2 separate regions of the Macaca mulatta genome follow, and region 1 is linked to region 2. The links are chromatin contacts, called in public Hi-C maps. All regions are on one chromosome and are shown on one strand. Each heading gives the region's core, a stretch centred on a gene start, on an enhancer-like site or on the middle of the called end of the contact. The rest is flanking DNA. Distances are from core to core; before and after follow the strand shown. Region 1 overlaps ZNRF1 (zinc and ring finger 1). Region 2 holds the start of ZNRF1 (zinc and ring finger 1).

Region 1 (6,794 bases), core at 2,666-5,165, 110 kb after region 2:
CACTCCAGCAGCAGACTCTGTGCCATCTCCCTTCTCAGTTTGTGTCGCCCTTTCAGGCGGGCCCTCAGGCTAGCCAGGTGTTCCAGACAGAAAATGACCACAAGTTGTCCTGGTGGCCAGGGAGCGAGTGACTTCTCTCGCAACTCATGTGCCTGGGGACTTAAAGATCGAATCGGTTCCATTTTATGCTTTTTCCTTGGGGTTCCTGGTAGGGGGCTTTGAGGAGTGGAAGCCATAGGCTTCTGGGCCTTGAAGAATCTTCATTTTATGGGCCCCAGGTGTTTGCCTTTCCACCGAAATAATAAGAGAACACAAAGAAACAGCAATGAGAAGGCCTCTCAAGCAGAGGGTCCCAGTCCCAGCCCCACCATCTGCGAACCCTCTCATGAGGTGTGTGACTTCCTTGGGCTTCCGGATCCTCATTCGCAAAATGAGAATAACACCGGGTGACCTGCCCAGCTTGGAATATGGTGAGGCTCAAAGGAAAACACGCACACGTGTTTGTCATTGGCAGTGTTCGGACAGTTAAGCTCCTTTAGTGATGGAGAAGGGATCCTGCCACAAGCTCTGCCTTCTTCACAGCCGAGACACCGCTCTCCTGATATTTCCCCTGTGGCGTGGAGAACTTCTGGGTCGCCTTTTGTTCACACCGCCTCTTTCACCTGCCCTTCAAATTCTCATGTCAGCCTGGGTTTGTCTTCTGCCTTCTTTGGATTTTGGTCTGAACTTTCTCCCCGGACTGCCTCTTTATCCCACATCCATGCCTGGCACCCATGTCTCTGTTCCAAACCTCAGCTCTAGGCTTCAGCAGCCTCCTGGAGGTCTCCATCAGCTGGCCAGGCCTCCTCCCACCCAACTCAGAATCCGTCCCTTCCTTCTCATGCTTTCCTTCTGGGCACCCTCCCTTAGCGCAGGCACCTGCTGTTTGCCCCACTGCCCCCATCGGCACACGCAGGGCTGCTGCGCACTCCTTGTTGTCAGCCCCAGTCACCACAGCAGAACACAAGGCTGTTCCCTGTGCCCAGAATCTCCCGTCACCACCCCAGCCTCATCCATCCTCAGCCTTCTCCAAAGCCTTCCTGGAACAGCCTGATGAGGCCTCTTTCTCCATTCCCTCGCCCCTGGGCCTGCGCGTCAGAAGATGTCCTGGAAGTCCTCACGCTGTGCCTTTTGGTCTCCTCGTTCGGCATCCCTACTAGTCTGTGAGCTGCTTGAATCCCAAGATCACGACTATTCACTGTCGCCGGCACGCAGAATGTCATAGGACTTAATAAAAACCACTGGGTTCCCACAGGTGCAAGGAGCTTCCTTCCATTTCTTCTTTTTGGGATGGTGAGCAGGGTCATTTTTGTTTCTTTCTTTTTAAACATTGAGATGAAATTCACCATAAAATTAACCATTTTTATATGTGCAATTTAATAGCATTTAGGACATTCACAACCCCCATCTTTATCTGGTTCCAAACACTTCATTGCCCCACAAGAAAACCTCTGATGTGATTCCACTTATATGAGGTAGCTAAAATAGTCAAACTCACAGAAGCAGAGAGGAGAAAACTAGTGGCGGCCAGGGGCTGGGCGAGGGGGAGGGGAGTGGTGCATTAATGGGTGTAACATTTTAGTTATGCAAGATGAGTAAGTTCTAGACATCTCCCGTACAACATAGTGCCTACAGTTGACAATACTGTATTGTATACTTGAAGATTTATTAAGAGGATACAGCGGCCGGGCGCGGTGGCTCAAGCCTGTAATCCCAGCACTTTGGGAGGCCGAGGCGGGCGGATCACAAGGTCAGGAGATCGAGACCATCCTGGCTAACACTGTGAAACCCCGTCTCTACTAAAAATGCAAAAAATTAGCCGGGCGAGGCGGCGGGCGCCTGTAGTCCCAGCTACTCGGGAGGCTGAGGCAGGAGAATGGCGTGAACCCGGGAGGCGGAGCTTGCAGTGAGCCGAGATCGCGCCACTGCACTCCAGCCTGGGCGACTAAGCGAGACTCTGTCTCAAAAAAAAAAAAAAAAAAAAAAGGAGGATACAGCATATGTTAGTCTTACCACAAAAAAGTTTTTAAAAGGGGAAAAATGGGTCGGGCGTGGTGGCTCATGCCTTAATCCCAGCACTTTGAGAGGCCAAGGTGGGCAGATCACAAGGTCAGAAGTTCAAGACCAGCCCGGCCAACATGGTGAAAGCCATCTCTACTAAAAATACAAAAATGAGCCAGACGTAGTGGTGGGCGCCTGTAATCCCAGGTACTTGGGAGGCTGAGACAGGAGAATCACTTGAACCCAGGAGGCGGGGATTGCAGTGAGCCGAGATAGTGCCACTACACTGCAGCCTGGGCGACAAAGTGAGACTCCACCTCAAATAAAAGGGTGGGGGAAAGAAAACCCCTTCCCCATTAAGTAGTCACTCCCCGTTTCCCCCGTCCCCAATCCCAATCTCCTTTCTCTCTATGAATGTATCTATTCTGGACATTTCATATGAGTGGGTTCATACAATAGGTGGTTTCTTTTACTTTATGTAATATTTTTGACATTTATCCATGTTGTAGCATGTGGCAGTTCTTCCTTTTCCTGACTGAGTAGTATTCCATCGTCTGGATACATCATCTCTGTGGATCCGTTGCACAGCTGGTAGACACTGGGTTGTTTCCACCTTTGGGCTGTTGTGAACAACGCTGCTGTGAACCTCCATGCACAAGGATTTTCTTGGGGACCAGTTTCTTCCTCTCATTCTTGCCTCCTACCACTCTCTCCATTACCATATTTTTCTAAACCAGACATCAGCGCACCAGCTGTGTGTGTGTTTAGGGAAAGCATCTGTGGAGGGAAACAGCTTGCCTCATGTTGCCCCTGCTTCGTGTCTACCCTTCACCAAGCCTTTTTTGTCCACTGTCACCTAGGCTTTTGGTTAATTGCGTGTTGGGATTAATCCCATTTTGTCTTTGGGTAATTAACATGTGGTGTCCACGCATTATCTATCTCCATGGTGAGAGTCAAGGTCCCTCTTGGGTTTCTGTGTCCCCTGCAGAGCCGAGCACAGCTTGGGGCAGCTTAGCAGTTCCCTAGTTCCTAGGCTCTCACCTGCCCCGTGCCACCTGTCCACTGGTGACTAACCCTCTTGCACTCTCCCCTGTCCCCCTTGCAGATGATGTGCTGACTAAAGATGCGGGTGAGTGTGTGATCTGCCTGGAGGAGCTGCTGCAGGGGGACACGATAGCCAGGCTGCCCTGCCTGTGCATCTATCACAAAAGGTAGGAGGGTTTGGCAGGGTAGCTCAGTGCACCCCACCTCCCAGAGGGGCAGACCCCTATCTCCAGCCATTCTGTTTCCTTTGGTTATGGGATGATCTCTCCCCCAACCTCTGGCTCCGAGTGGGTAAGAGCAGAGGCTGTCAGACAGGTGTCCACTGTGCCGGCGGGAAGGTGCGAGCATCCCAAGCGCAGGGCAGAGCTGAGTTGCCAGAGGTGTGCTCTGGTTTGAGGACTCAGGTGGTGGGAGCTGATGGGGAGGCCTGTGGAGCCTCACAGGTTGGAGGAGCTTAGGATGCCACCGGGAAGGTTGGTTCTCCGTCTGTCTCCCTGCCTCTTCTTCTTCTACGGGCCCTCTGCTCCACGGGGGGAGAACATCAATCTGTGCGAGGAAGGCCAGGCGGAGGGTGTGCCCACTGCCTTGCACTGACCTTCTCCCTAGAGGGCCAGGAGGCAGGAAGAGCCATTTCCTGTGGGGCCACAGCACTGGGAGCAGTTGTAAGTAGCAGGCCCAGATTCACCCTCAGGCTCCAGTGTGAGCCTGGTCCTTGTTTCCAGCCAGAAGGAAGGCATCCTCTTGCCCAAGAGAGGAGGACACTGTGCTGCCTGTCGCCAGCACCTGCTGAATCCTTGAGCCCAGAGCTGCTTCCTGACACTCAGGTCTTTCAAAGCCTGACTCTCAGGGCCACTGCTGCACAGGATGACAACCAGGCACGACACGCGGCATGGCTGGTGCAGAGGAGGCTCAAGGCTGGCCTGGGAGAGATTCTTGGTCTAGCTCCCAGCACGGAGCCTTGCTTGTGTCCCAGGGAGGCACTAACCAGAACCAGAAAAGGAAATCTTTGACTCTCAGGGAGAATTATGCAAATTATCTGTCTGGTTCCTGTCTTTGAAAATGCCCAGATGTTGGTTTACAAATCAGGAAGCTGTCTTGGGGCAATCTCTGTTCCCTCTTTGATGCAGAGGGCCTTGCTCTGTAAACACTGGACACCAGGGCTGACTGTCTCTGGTCTGACTCCCCTCCTGCCTCTTGCAGTAAGGACTAGATGCTGCTATCAGCTGATCACGGCTGAGAGGGTAGAGCTTGGGGCTCTCCTAAGAGGTCACCCACTGGGAGGGAGCCTCACAGCTGTTCTTTTGACCCAGGAAGGAGCTCTTTCAGGACCCTGGCGCCCAGAGCCATGGCCCTTCTGCCGTGCCATTGTTCCCATTTCCCTGTCCTTGGAGTCTTAGAGACAGCTGACTAGCTGCCCTGCGGGGTCCACCGCTCTCACCTCACTGGTGGCTGCTGCCATCCTCCTGGGCCCTGTGCACAGAAAGCTTTGGTCCTTCTCAAGGCCACTCTCCCCCTTCCTACAGCACCAGATCCCCCTGAGCCAGTACCCACCACCACTGCCTCTGGCTGGGCCAAGACTAATCTTGGTGTTCTCCCTTCTTCGTGCTTCAGAAAGTAGCCATGTCTGGGGACATGATTGTGTTTCTCTGGGGTCCTTTCAGAAGAGACTTAGGAAGCTCCTGCTCAGGAATCTGGCCCTTTGAAAGAGCCCCTTCAAAGCAGCCTGGGCAGCAGGTAATGTGGTTTCCCTTGCGGCCCCCTCCCCCCAGCTGCATAGACTCGTGGTTTGAAGTGAACAGATCTTGTCCGGAACACCCTGCGGACTGACCTGCGGGCTTGCTTGCTGACTCCTCTCAAAGGTGAGCCCGCGTTTGGGGGTGCTCCCGGCTCAAGGCTTGGGGTCAGGTCACTTTGGGGGCATGCAGTTTAGGGAGCAGGGCTGCCCTTATGCCACTGAGAAGAAAGCAGGAGCAGAGGGAAGGAGAACCTTATCAATTAGTCATCTGGAAATGATTTTCCCTGGGAAGGACAAGAGATACAAATCAACATGGGCAGTTATGAAGAACAGGCTCAGAAGAGTTAGGATCAGCTGGGGAAGAGACCAGTACATTCTACATTCCTAAAGAAAGTTCAGGAATATCCCCTGGGAATGTGCACGGGCAGGAAAAGGAGCCTGAGCGCTGGGTTTGTGCCTGGCATGGTCTCATCCTCGCTGAGCTCTGAGTCTCTGCCTCTTCTCTGGTAACGGGGATAATCTCACTCCCTGTTGCCATAAGGACATTGCACTTACTAAACAGACAGCCATGGGCAGCGGTGCATTGTTCCCTACAAAGTGCTCGTCAGTGATCATTTGACCACTGCTTCTTCCCATGCCGCTTCCAGATGAATCTGAGGCCTCCAGGCCAGACTCGATCTCGATCCCTCCATCCCACAGCACTGGGTGCTGACTCCACACATCGCTCTGGCTCACCGCTGGGTCTGGCCTCCCCATTTCTTCCCCAAGGGTACCCCGCTTGCTGCCAGCCATCCACCCCTGACCCCCATCTCACCTGTCCCTTCCAAGTTCTGGGCTGGCATTTTCCTTTTTCTGGCAAACAAGTAGACAAAACCCCCATAAAAACCAAAAGCCGAACTCCATCTCACAGCCAAAGGTTTTGGGGCCTCTCTTCTTCCCCTCCCTTTCTCTCTCTCTTGTTTTTGTTTTCTTTTGTTAGGTTTATTTTATTTATTCCAAGTAAACTCTCCCAGAACAGCTGATGATGTCAGACAAATCAGGGACATTTGCTTTTTTTTTTACCTTCACCTCAAAAACTGATGACAAGGGGAGAAGAAAGAGCCAGGGGGAGAGTGAGGCAGGGGAGTAGAACCTGCCCAGGCGCATGGCTGCAAATTCCCCATGTGCTGTTTGACTTCTGGGGTCCTGTGTAGTAGATGCCCCAGCCCCGCCTGCCCTCTCGGGATGCAGCTGCCCTGGGATGCAGCCGCCAGCCCTCGGCCCGACGGAGCACGACTTATTTATTACGGTCCACACAGGGACAGAGAGCCCCTGCTCCAGGGAGGAGGCTCACCGGACCCTGGGGCGGAGCTGAGCTTGGGACACCAGCGGGAACAGGGCACCCCTTCTGCACTGACTTCCAGATCATGGTTCTCCCTTCCTCCCTGAGGACACCAAATTGGATGAGAGCAAGTTTGAGAGAAGAATGAATCAACTGCTATCCTTCCCCTCACCCCTCAGCCCAGGAGGGAAAGGGCATTTTCTTTTTCATCTTTGAAAGGCATTGTGGGTCTGTCTTTAAAGTGTTTACAAAAAAAAAAATTATATAAAAAAAAAGTCTAGTGTCGACTGGTGTTTTCCCTCGTGATGTTTACAGCTTGCTGTTTGCTGCCCAGCCATAACCCACTCAGTGACAGACGAACACAGCCAAGCCCTCGCCGCCAGCCTTCTGACGGTGGGCGAGCACACAGTCTCTTCCCCTGCCCCAACTGGCCTTCTCCACCACCAACTTGTCTACTTTGGGTTTGGTTTTTTTTCTTCTATTTTTCTGGCTTGGTTTTTTGCTCTTTTCTCCCTTTGAGACCCTAATATCTTGACTTCATTGCCAAAAAACAACCCATCGAGAACTTTCTTCCCACTGATCCCATCTCTTTTTCCCTTCTTTCCTCCTGGTTCCGGTCAGTTCAGAGGATTTAACAATCACAAGTGTCCTGCA
Region 2 (6,597 bases), core at 416-2,915:
ACCCCAGGTGATCCCCCCCGCCCCCCGCCCCACTCCGTCTCCTAGAGTGCTGGGATTACAAGCGAGTCACCATGTCCTGGCCTGATTTTCAAATTTTTAACAGACTTTTACTCAGGAGGCTGAGGCAGGAGAATTGCTTGAACCTGGAAGGCGGAGGTTGTCCAGCCTGGGCTACAGAGCAAGACTCCATCTCAAAAAAAAAAAAAGAAAGAAAGAAAGAAAGGAAAAGAAAAACAGGCCAGGTGTGGTGGCTCACGCCTGTAATTCTAACACTTCGGGAGGCCAAGGCGGGCGGATTACCTGAGGTCAGGAGTTCAAGACCAGCCTGGCCAATATGGTGAAACCCTGTCTCTACTAAAAATACAAAAAATTAGCCGGGTGCAGTGACACGCGCCTGTAATCCCAGCTACTCAGGAGGCTGAGGCAGGAGAATCGCTTGAACCTGGGAGGCGGAGGTTGCGATGAGCCGAGATTAGGCCACTCCACTCCAGCCTGGGTGACAGAGTGAGATTACGTCTCAAAAAAAAAAAAAAAAAAAAGAAAAAAAAAGAAAGAAAAAAAAGAAAAAGAAAAACAATTGTTCGCTGAATGAATGTGAATATAGGAGAGAAAGACGGACTGAGGTATCAAAGGAACCCTCCCTTGCAAAATGATGCAGGCTTGGTCAACAATACACCTATTGAGTACCCACCGTGTCCTTGGCCGTGGTGTAGGCCGAAACACAGAACATGGTAAACAAAACAGGGCTCCAACCTTGGACAGAAGGTTTCTATAATCACTTCTAGCTACGTAGTTCTATTTCCATATCCATATCTATTCACATTTTATGGTACCTCTATTGGTTCTGAAAATTACATTTTAGCTAAGGAATCTACTCATTTGCTTAAGCCCAAAATAGGAAGTTCTGACCTAGTGTCAGCAACACTCCGGATTCACAAGTGTCCCCATGGCGCTGTTTACCCCCAAATAGCTAAACCCCGCCAAATGTTGAGATTCCGGACCTGAGGGGTGCTTGGATGGGGAACCCCCGAAAGAATGGACATCACGTCCACCAGAGGGTGCTGTGGGGGCAAATTTGTGCCAGGAGGGGAGCTCGACTGGTGACCCTCAGAGCCAGGTAGGCGTAAGGAGTAAATCTCCTTCTTCCCGGTGTTTCCTTCCCACCCCCTCGAACCATTGCTGCCCCTCCCCCATACGTGGTTCCCCCTGAATAATTTGCCATTTTCGGGGACTTAAGAAGTGTTTGCTTTTCAAAGACATCTGGTTTCTGTGGCTAACGCCCAGTGGCTCAGGCCGCCCAGGTCACAGGCCGGCCGGGGGCGGGCGGTGGGTGGGGACTGCTGGGGCGTCAGCTGCCCGGGCGCCGCAGGGGCCGCGAAAGGGTTAACCCGACGGGGGGAGGGGGAGGGGGCGCAGGCCGCGCCTGCGCTCTGCCGCCCTCCATTGTCTCCACGGCGGCCAGGAGCGCCGGCAAGCGCTGCCCGGGACCGAGCGGGGTGGCGCGGCTGGCGGGGCCGGCGGCGACTGAAGCGAGAGCGCGACACGACGCGACCGCGGCTTCCCGAGCTGCGCCTGGCCGCCCAGCGCCGCGGCCCGCCCGAGGCCTGGAGAGGTCCGGGCCGCCGTCCATGGTCGCGGCGTCCTGAGGCGGGGGACGCGCCTGGCGCCCCCGGTCCTCCTCCTCCTCCCGCGGGGCGGGCGGCCTCCTCCGGCGCCTCCCCGCGCCCGCCTGCCTCTCGCCGCCGCCTCCCTCCCTCCTTCCCTGCGGCTCCCCCGGCTTTCGGAGCCCGGGGGCGGCCTGTGGCGCGCGGAGCCCGCGCCGGACTGCGCCTCTTTGGACCTTGAGGGGAAACATGCGTTTGGCTTGGATCGTTTGAAATTCTGAGTTTGGGATCCCCGCCCGCCCGCCTGCCTCTTCCGCCCCGCGGGTTTTTTCCTTTTTTCTTTTGCTTTTTTCTTTTCTCCCTTCGGGTCTCCTTTTTGACTCCCTCCCTCTTTATGCTCGCCCAGCCCTCCCCCCGCTGCTGAGAAGTGGGGGAGGGTCTCGGCCTCCAGGTTCCCGCCCCACCGGGGCCCGGGCGAGCATGGGGGGCAAGCAGAGCACGGCGACCCGCTCCCGGGGCCCCTTCCCGGGGGTCTCCACCGATGACAGCGCCGTGCCGCCGCCGGGAGGGGCGCCCCATTTCGGGCACTACCGGACGGGCGGCGGGGCCATGGGGCTGCGCAGCCGCTCGGTCAGCTCGGTGGCAGGCATGGGCATGGACCCCAGCACAGCAGGGGGGGTGCCCTTTGGCCTCTACACCCCCGCCTCCCGGGGCACCGGCGACTCTGAGAGGGCGCCCGGCGGCGGAGGGTCCGCGTCCGACTCCACCTATGCCCATGGCAATGGTTACCAGGAGACGGGCGGCAGTCACCATAGAGACGGGATGCTGTACCTGGGCTCCCGAGCCTCGCTGGCGGATGCTCTACCTCTGCACATCGCACCCAGGTGGTTCAGCTCGCACAGTGGTGAGTCCACGGTGGTGGAGGCCTCGGAGGGAGGGCGCGCCGGGGCGCCCCAAGCCTTCGCGCGCGTGCCAAGGTTTGGGAATATAGTGCACGACCGGGATCTGTCTGCCTTCCCTTTGGTTCCCGATGCCAAGGGATGAATGGGATACCTACCCTCTGGGAACTAGGCTTTCTGCAAGGTTGCGGAGCCTGGCGATGTAGGACTCCCGGCGTGTGTTCACTTGTGGAAGGGCAGAGCGAAGCCTACCTATTGGAGTCCCATTTATTGGCATCTCCCTCCTCAGAGAAGCGGTCTTCTCTGGCTGAGAGCAAGTCAGCCTGGGTGCTTCCATTCTGCCACTGCAGCACTGTGCCTGCCTCACCAGTAACGGAGAGATGGAGCCAGTTGGAGCAAGCAGTGTCTCCAAAACAGAGAGTATGAAAATGAAATAAAATTAGGGGCGAGTGATGCCTGGATTAGGGCTCTCACTCTTGCTGGGAGAGAGAGGTGCCCAGTTGTGCCACCCTGCTGGAGATCTGTTTGAAATGTTTAAAATGGAGCAGCCGGCAGGCGGCTGGCATAGACAGGTGTGGCTGCTGTACGGAGGGCCCAGCCGGCGAGTCTCGCGGGGGCTTTGCAGGACCAGGGCTCTGGTCACCCGTACTGCATGCAGCAGACTTGGCTCCACGACTCTCACCTCCCTCCATCTTTTTTCTTCTGCTCCATGCTAAGTGCTTGGTCTTCCCGTGAATCTGCATCTTTTTGTAACAGGGAGCCTGTCAAGGTGGGGCATTATTGCCTGACTGTTGGCACATGACTGGGGGAAAGGAGGATTCAGAGAATCTGGATGAATTCATTTTATGAACTTCTGGTGACAGGCCAGCAAAAGGTTGGAGGGGGATTTCCCAGGCTCCTACTGGGAGGGCTAAAAAGGCCTGGCAGGAGGAAAACAGGTCTGTCTGCTAGGTCAGGCTTCTAGAAAATTGGCCAAAAGGTGTGTGGGGCCGCTGTTTGCTAATTGGCAAGTTGAGTGAATAAGTTACATCTTAAGTTTCTTTTGGGTGAGTTGGGAAAATTTAGATATTGTGTAGGGGAAAGATTGCTCCTGCCTTTAGGGTACTTTATGGAGGGTAATATCTCGTGGATCACTGTTTTACCTACTGTGAAATAGAGTTGACTTTTGGGGTATCGCTTTCCCCCTCCCTGCAAATATCCTGGGGTTTGTTTTCATTTGGTTCGGTTTTTTGTCAATTCTATAAACTATGTGAAATAGAGTTGGGGGACGAACTGTTAGTGACTAATTTAGGGTAACCCTTAGAAGTAGCTTGTGAATTGTTAGGATGATATTTTAATCTCTGAACAGACCTCCGGATATCATTGGAGCTTTTCTGACCTCATCGAACTCTGACCTGAATGAGATGCAAAACATGATTGCCTTTGGCTCTTTCAGGCATTTGATCAAAATTAGGCATTTTGAAATTAATAATCTTTCCTATGAAATTTAGTTCAGAGAGTTAGCCATATTTTTGAGATGACTGGTTAGGTGTTTAAAAGAACTGTAATGAGCATCTGGTTTTGAACTTAAAAGCACTATACGAAGTTTCTCTAAAATCACAGAATTTTGTGTGTTGAAAAACATGAGATATGTAGGGAGGAAGAAAGGGAGTTTTTTTTTTTTTTTTTTTTTCTGAAATTTCTTCAGTCTGTCTCTTACTAAAAATTTATTTATTATGCTACTGCCAGGTTCCATGCTAAAGTTATGAGCTTATAATTGGATTCCAGAATTTCAGTCCTAAGCTGTGAAAGCTTATTTTTTTTCATCCTGTTATGGTGAGAGTAGGGAGAGCCACTGAACTGTGGGGACAGGAAAGTTGGAGCACATTAATCCTTTGGGGAAGGGTGTCAAAAGCGTGTATGGGAGGCTGCTATTAATATTGTAGGTAATCTGTTCCTTACTGTGTAGGACCATCATGTCCTTCTGCAAGACATTGAGCATGCCTGGCCCCACCTACTAAATGCTGATAGCATCCAGCAGTTCAGTGTGTCACCCCAAAATGTCCCCAAGAACTCCCAAATGCCCTCTGGGGTGTGGGTGGTATCACTCTGGTTGAGAACCACTGCTTTAGGGATTTATTCTTTTATTTACATAAAGTCATTAACTTTTCCTGTGCAGTTCATTTGAGATGAACCTTCGTGTGCAGCATCGGTTCCATCTCACCTGAAACAGACCATGGGATCTTCCAGGACATGTTTCCTCTGTTGCTCATTGCTGCAAGAAGCAAAACTTGTTTCTGCTTTGGAGCCTTTGAGTAAGGTCTAAGCGGCTTTTGCTGTTGTGTTGTAAGATTAGAAGGGTAAAGATTTTGGTGCACAATTGATTAGATGCCTGGAAGTTGATATGATGCGTTTCCTTGTGTTTTCAAGGTGCTCTTGCAACTCTTCATGGGTACAGAAAACAGTTGTCAGTGAAATACATGGGGGAGTTCAGTGTATCCGAGGCCATCTCAGAGAGCGTGGGCTCAGGCTGAGTCTAGAGGTAGAATACGGAAGAGCCCTGGTCCCAGCTCCTCCTCTGAGCAGCTGTGACCTTGGGCAAGATATATCCCCTCTCTGGAGCCTCATCTTTGTCGTTTTTAAGATAGTTGTGGTCATCCTCATGAGCTCCAGCCTTGCTCCGCAAATCCCGGGAGAGGAAGCGCTGTGGTCACGTTTGTCTTCTCTAGGTTCCTGGCTTCCCTGTGCTGTGACCCCCACGTATCCCATTCCCTATGCCTGGAGTGCTTTTCTGTCCATTCTTCACACGCAATCCTCTTTCTGATCTCTTAGGGCTTAGAGACCACTCTTAAAAATTGGCCCCTCCTGTTATTCTCTCCAGTCACTCACTTGTTACCTTCATCATTCTTTTTTTTTTTTTTTTTTTTTTGAGACGGAGTTTCACTCTTGTTGCCCAGGCTGGAGTGCAGTGGCATGACTTCAGCTTACCGCAGCCTCCGCCTCCCGGGTTCAAGCAATTCTCCTGCCTCAGCCTCCGGAGTAGTTGGGATTACTGGCATGCGCCACCACGCCTAATAAGCTTGGGGCTAATTTTGCATTTTTAGTAGAGATGGGGGTTTCTCCATGTTTATCAGGCTGGTCTCAAACTACCGACCTCAGGTGATCTGCCTGACCCGGCCTCCCAAAGTGCTGGGATTACAGGCGTGAGCTACTGCGCCCTGCACCTTAATCATTCTTAACATACTTTGTAAACATTTTATCTTTTACATTTTTTGCGTACAGTTTGCCTAAAGTCTAAGCTCCATGAGAGCAGGACTGTGTTCCTTGATCTCTGCTGTGGGTCCTGCACTGTGCCTTCCTCTCACATTTTTTGAGTACCTGAATTTGAGTGCTTTATGTTCATCATCTCACTTAATCATCACTATAACTCTATGAAGTAAGACTGTTCTCCCCTACCCCCATGGTACAGGTAAGGAAGCAGGTTTGGGGGAGATTAAGGAACTCACACAAGATCAGGCAGTTAGTAGGTGGTGGAGATGGGATCGGAATGCAGGTTGGCTGGTGCCAGAACCTGGGCTCTTAACCAGTACCCTCTTCTGCCTCTTATCTGAAAACATTAGGAAGTCGCGTGGTGTCCTGGAGATTGTGCTGGCCTGCGAGTCAGAGTGCTGGGCCCATTTCCTGGTTAGACAGCTGATTAGCTGCATGACCTGTGACCTTGGGCAAGCGAGTCATTTAACCTCAGTCACAATTTATTCATCAGTAAAATGGAGAAGACACCTGTCCTGCTTACCTCTCAGAGTCATGGTGAGGGTCTCATGAGATAATGTGCACAAAAGCCAAAGGACATCTAAATGGAGAGTGGTGGAGTTCCAATGGGGGCACTCTCTTATAGTTGTCTGCCTTCAGTCACCTCAGATTTTTTTTTTTGAGACGGAGTCTCGCTGTGTCACCCAGGCTGGAGTGCAGTGGCGCGATCTCGGCTCACTGCAAGCTCCGCCTCCCGGGTTTACGCCATTCTCCTGCCTCAGCCTCCGAGTAGCTGGGACTACAGGCGCCCGCCACCACGCCCGGCTAGTTTTTTGTATTTTTAGTAGAGACGGGGTTTCACCATG

The links. Hi-C and Micro-C count contacts between places; a contact is called where the count stands out from the background.
Region 1: a Hi-C map of fibroblasts shows a contact between it and region 2, with 4 times the contacts expected there. The contact joins the enhancer-like site here to the promoter of ZNRF1 in region 2. A contact is called at or near these places in 7 of 14 Hi-C or Micro-C datasets (CD4 T cells, blood, fetal cortex germinal zone and 4 more).

Annotation. Positions count from the first base shown.
Region 1 is chr20:70,425,711-70,432,504 of T2T-MMU8v2.0, forward strand. ZNRF1 (zinc and ring finger 1) reads left to right here. Exons shown (of 5, transcript NM_001194453.2): 3 at 3,146-3,251; 4 at 4,854-4,943; 5 at 6,118-6,794. The coding sequence ends at 4,911. Among named protein-coding and RNA genes, the nearest start is that of LDHD, 12 kb to the right of the region's middle. Within about 2 kb of position 3,916, at least 14 of the 40 cell types and tissues checked have an H3K27ac peak or open chromatin away from gene starts, as enhancers often do.
Region 2 is chr20:70,322,459-70,329,055 of T2T-MMU8v2.0, forward strand. It overlaps ZNRF1 (zinc and ring finger 1), which reads left to right and starts at 1,666. Exons shown (of 5, transcript NM_001194453.2): 1 at 1,666-2,508. The coding sequence starts at 2,085.